Linked DNA regions of Mus musculus: region 1 is linked to region 2. A link is a contact called in public Hi-C data. All regions are on one chromosome and are shown on one strand. The core of a region is the stretch at or near the end of the contact, and the rest is flanking DNA. Distances in the headings are between cores, read along the strand shown.

Evidence for each region. A called contact is a pair of places that touch in the nucleus more often than the background predicts.
Region 1: a Hi-C map of CD8 T cells shows a contact between it and region 2, with 1.6 times the contacts expected there. The contact joins two enhancer-like sites. A contact is called at or near these places in 2 of 39 promoter capture datasets (the 3T3-L1 cell line and second pharyngeal arch cranial neural crest), 3 of 484 Hi-C or Micro-C datasets (CD8 T cells, muscle stem cells and nephron progenitors) and 2 of 115 datasets of contacts at active chromatin or transcription factors (embryonic stem cells and microglia).

The regions. Positions count from the first base shown.
Region 1 is chr4:134,771,816-134,774,515 of GRCm38.p6, forward strand. No RefSeq gene overlaps it. Among named protein-coding and RNA genes, the nearest start is that of Ldlrap1, 5.2 kb to the left of the region's middle. Within about 2 kb of position 1,441, at least 62 of the 459 cell types and tissues checked have an H3K27ac peak or open chromatin away from gene starts, as enhancers often do. A contact at or near this core is called in CD8 T cells, where this site is marked.
Region 2 is chr4:134,641,093-134,643,792 of GRCm38.p6, forward strand. The region is part of intron 1 of Man1c1 (mannosidase, alpha, class 1C, member 1); the gene reads right to left. Among named protein-coding and RNA genes, the nearest start is that of Gm42326, 50 kb to the left of the region's middle. Within about 2 kb of position 1,264, at least 39 of the 459 cell types and tissues checked have an H3K27ac peak or open chromatin away from gene starts, as enhancers often do. A contact at or near this core is called in CD8 T cells, where this site is marked.

The sequences.
Region 1 (2,700 bases), core at 191-2,690, 130 kb after region 2:
CTGGCTGTCCTGGCACTCACTTTGTAGACCAGGCTCGCCTCGAACTCAGAAATCCCCCTGCCTCTGCCTCCCGAGTGCTGGGATTAAAGACGTGCGCCACCACGCCCGGCTATGTCGGCTCTTTCTAAGCCACACACAGAGATGGAGGAAGTGGGGAATCACACCTCATGGAATTGTGGGGTATACCAATTGTGCCCTGCCTGTCTGTGTTAGCTGTCTGTGTAATACCCGTGTGCACACTAAATCCTCCCTCCTTGCCGCATGGAGGATGGAGATGAAATGGAGGGCTCTTGTGGCTTTGGGGAAGGAGTGCTCTGGAGACTGGAATTAGCCTGAGTCTTGAGCAGGGAGGGTGGCCTCACCTTGACTACCAGAGTTCTGCTGCTTTAGTGGAGACCAGCCGCCCTGAGGGAATCTGAAAGATGGGAGAGCCAGCAGTCATGAAGGAACAGGTCCTTACACAGTCCTGACCTTTAACCTGCTTGCTAACCTGCTCATCTGGCCCACTCTCCCTGCTTACAATGCTTTCTTTTCTAGAAAGTTCCAGACTTTCCTGGCTTCCTCACTCACGCGACAGGATCTAAGTGGCCTCTTCCGTACCCAAACCTTAGCTACTTATACCTCTTTTCTTACCCTAACACATGCACACATGTGTAGACATACACATTTATACATGCTTGCACACACATACACATATGCACAGACTTTGGAGTTCTACATGCCTGGTCTCTGCAACCAAATTCTCCATTTATGTATGTGTCTTCCAATCTAATTGATGCCCCAGTTTTCCTGTCTGTACAATGGGCTCAGGGCCACCTTTGAGGGCTTTGAGAGGCTTTTGGGGTTCATGCATTGTGAGTGGTCAGCCAGTGCCTGGCGTGAAGAAAGTGCCCAGCCAACAGCCCAGTGGCCATCTTAAGTTTGTAGTGACTCTGAGCCTGTGGGCAGTTCCCAACAACAGTTGAGCAGGTCTCCAGTAGGAGACTGGAAGTCCTCATGTTCCCAGGGTCCTGTGGAGCTGCCAGGGAGCAGCAGGAGGTGCCCAGAATCCAGCCAAGGGCATGCTTCCTGTTTTTCTAGTCTCCGATGTATCTCATAGATGGGGGCTCTCTGCCGCTGGAGGAACGTCAGGGTCTGGGGGATCTAGAGAGGTGCTTCCAAGGAGTCCTGCCCACCCCGCCTGCTGTCCCCAGTGAACCCTGCAGCCATCTCCTTCCAGACCAGTGTGGATAGCCCTGGGAGATAGCAGTCTGCAGAGCCACTGAGCTAATTAAGAATGACAAAGCACTGTGTAATTGCCAGCCACTGATGAGTCCCCTGCCTCTTCCTGCCCTCCTTCTCTGCCCCTCCCTGGAGGCCTCTGAGCACTGGCTGGTGTCAGGAGACCAGAGGCTGCCTGCCTCTGCCACCCCCTTACAGAAGAACACTGAGCAAGCAGGTCCTGGCTTGTCTTAAATTGGCTCCAACACCTACCCACACACCACACACACATGCCACATACCACACACCCTGCCCTTGCCACACATGCACACACACACCCCATACATACACACCACACATACCACACACATACACCTCATTCCACAAACCCAGACCACATCACACACACACACACACACACACACACACACACACACACACACACACACACAGACACACACCAGCCCTTGCCATCTGCAGGGCCCTTGACCTTCTGCAAAAGAGGAAGAGAAAAAGCAAGGTTCAGGCCTCCAGAGCTCAGCAAGGCTTTGGGGTTCAGCCCCCTCCCTCACCAGCTGTCACCAGCTGTGTGACCTTGGGCAGGCCACCTGCCTCCTCTGAGCATGGTCTTTGCCTAGGCTAAGGAAGCTGTTCTAAGCACATGGCTCTGATCAGGAGAGCCCTGTACACCTGAGAATCGAGCCGGAGGGGGGAAGGGTGCGGGGGGGGGGGCGGGGGGGGAGGTAAGGACGACCTGTGACCTGTGAACAGGTGGGGAGGATTTGATGCATACCAAATCTCATAATAAAGACATTAAGCTGGGGGGGTTCTCCCCCCAATTAATTTTCCTTGTATTTTAAAAAAATATCCATCTATGGGGCTGGAATTTGAATCCAGAGGACCCAGGTTCAAATTCCAGCATCCACATGGCAGCTCACAATCATCTGTAACTCCAAGATCTGACATTCTCATATAGACACAGATACAGGCAAAACACCAATGCACAGAAAATAAAGTTTAAAAAAAAAATCCATCTACGATAAATTGGAAGCATTCTTTCTTTCTTTCCTTTTTTTGTTTTTGTTTTTGTTTCATTTTTTGGTTGTTGTTTCTGGTTTTGTTTTGAAAGTGGGTCTCTTTACGTAACACTGGTTGTCCTGGAACTCTCTATGTAGACCAGGCTAGCCTTGAACTCACACAGATCCTCCTGCCTCTGTCTTTCTAGCACTACTAAGTGTGCACGACCAAGCCCAGCTAGAATGATCTCACAGCCCACGCCTTCTCCACAGATGGCTGGCGGCAGCACAGGACGGAAGGCCTCTGAGACCTTGCATGCTCTCTCCCTAGATCTACAGCCTGATTTCTAGGAACTCTCCACATTTGCAAAGTCCCCAGGCCACTGCGTCAGGGCTGTAGTTTCAGAGTTTGTGCTCAAGAACTACACATTCAAGTTACAGAGCAAAAATGGCTAAAAAAAAAACAAAAAACAAAAAACTTTTT
Region 2 (2,700 bases), core at 14-2,513:
TCCCCACAGTCACCCTCATTTGTTTTTACACTCTGTCCCTTTCACTTCTGTAAGGCAGGGTGCAGGAAGAGGGTCGCAGGGGTGGAACTCTGGAGTGACAGTGGGGTGGAATGGGACTTGCTTGTTTTTTGAGACAGGGTCTCAGGTAGCCCGTTAGCTCACTCTGCTGCCAAAGATAATCTTAAACCTCTGGCACTCCTGTCTGCACCTCTCATGTGGCTCTGGGCTGGGAGCAGGGCACCCTGCACATTAAGTGAGCATGCCCAGTTGAGCCACTACAACCCTTCAACCCGTTCTTGCCGGTTCCCATTTGTCAGTGTTTCCAAACACTGCCATGCCTTGGTTTACTCTGTCCTGTGTTTCCTCCAGCAGCGCCTGCCTCTGAGACAATCCCACCTCCTTCCCCATGTTCCCAGTAGTCAGCCTTTTCCCTGGTGCCCAGGCTTAAAAGCCATCTCTTCTGGTAATCATTGCTGCTGTGACCGACATCTACAGGGGAGTGACTTCATGGGAGCACGGCATGGACTCTGACTGGCAGGATGCTCTAGCACAGTGTCCCAAATGATGGCACGGAGGTTCCAGGAAAGTGAGAAGGATAGCACAGCTAGCCAGACTGGACTGCGTCTGTCACCCAGAGCAGCAGGCCCCCATCATCCATAGCCGCTGTGCAGCTCCCTGCTCCACGGCTCATGCCAGCATCGTGGCACTGTGTGGCAAGAGCTCGGCACGGGCCTGGAGGCCTGCCCCCACTCCTCTGTTATTTTCTACTTATCTCCAATTGGCAATAACGGAGAATAATTGCGGGGTATGCGCGTGGAGAAAGAATGGAGTCCCTCCCTCCCTCCCTCTTTCCTATGCACCCCCTGCCCCCGCCCCCGCTGCCACTGAAGTTGGCAGTAGGGTAGGCAGCAGCCACAAGATCTCAGAACATAAACCACACAGCAGAGCTGTGTAGGCTGCTGCGCCCCACCCTGAACCAACCCCTACTTAGAAAGAAATGAGTGTTCACGAGTTATGAGGATCACAGGTGTATATTCAGAGCCGTCCCCTCCAGGCCGTGACCTGCCAGCTGTATCAGTGGAGGAGGACAAAGGTGGCCAAAGGCACAAATGATCCTCGTGTCACCCCGAGCTGGACCAGGAAGGCACGCAACTGCCTCTATGTGCAAACCCTCAAACACGCACGAGCCACCCCTCCCTCCCACTAAGATGCCTGGGCACTAGACAAGCGCGCACACACCTAGCAAGCGCCTGCTAGGCCTGGGCGTAGGCCTGGGCGTGGGCTCGTGTTTGAGCTGCACGTGGAGGCAAGGCTCTCCCAGCAGCCCCACCCTCTCCCCCTACCAGCTGCTCATCCTCCTTCAGGCCCCAGCTGAAGGATGTGTGTGTGCAGGGAGTCGTCAGTCCCAGCCCCGCCTGAGGTGGTGCATGCTCCAGTTCCATATCACCTGGTTATGTAGTGTGATAGAGGCCAGTCTGGGCTGCATGCGATCATGCCTCAAAAAAACAAACAAGCAAAAAGATACCCTGGTGCCCGGGATCAAGGGTTTTCCCACTGGCATCAAATCAGCCCCACAGCCCCTATCCATGTGGCACACCTAAATGCCCTCTGGCACCGGCACATGGAAGAGACTTGTTAAATATCTGCTGAAGCACTGAATAAAAGAACAAATAGGAAACCTAGCCCCTCAGCTTCACCCATGGCCAGGGCTAGTTTTCCTATGTGGACTCCATGATACAGGTGGGAACCAGCCACTGAGCAAGGGCTGTTTAGAGGAGTCCGCTGGGTCCCAAACGCTTGGTCAGACAGGTGCATACAAGGGGACCTTGTCCAAAGGCATGATGTAATCCTAAGATCCTAAAGGAGGTCACTCAGGCTACTTCCTGTCTCACCCATGTTCCTAAGTAGAACATTAAGCTACCTCTACTTGAATACCCCCAGTGATGTGGGGTTCACCACCTTTCTGGACAGCCCCATCAACTGCAGAATGTCACAAGTCCTTCCAGAACCCGTCCAATATGTTCTCCCCTAGTACCCGAGTCAAAAAGCATCTTACACACACACACACACTCCCCTCAAGGACCCAACACTCCTGTCCCCTTAGCTGAACAGCCCTGCTCTGTCAACAGGTTCCCCTAGCCTAACCTCCGAATCCACTGTGTTCAGCCATGGCACCCTCTGTGAACACACCTTCCCCTCAGGTACCCCATGACTTCATCACCCATTTTGATAAAAAGCAGAAATACTGTATCAACCTGCCTTGGCCACCCTGCAGCTGGGGGTGTGGGGGGGGGTGTCTGTCATTTGTCCCTGGTAACACCCACTTCACCCGGCTCCGTCTACCATCCCACACCTGCTGACTCCCATTTCTGTTTCTCATCTGACACTATCCCAACCTTTGTGGAACCAGATCTGACCGTGCAGTTCAATGTCTGCCTGCTTTGGGCAACGGGCAAACTGACTAGATGGGCTGGCATCTGTGCCACCCTGATTTGGGACATAAGTGCAAATGGTTGGACTGAGGGCAAGGAATCACCAGACGCCTTCCTCTTGGTTCTAGAACCAGTTGCTGACCATTAGCCAAGAGCTTACCAGCAAAACCCATCACTCTATGTTTGTATGCAAAGGCAGAGAAGGAAAACAGGTTCAGGCTGGCAGGACTGTTCTTGGAGAACTCATTTTGGCTGCCTCTGATCATTC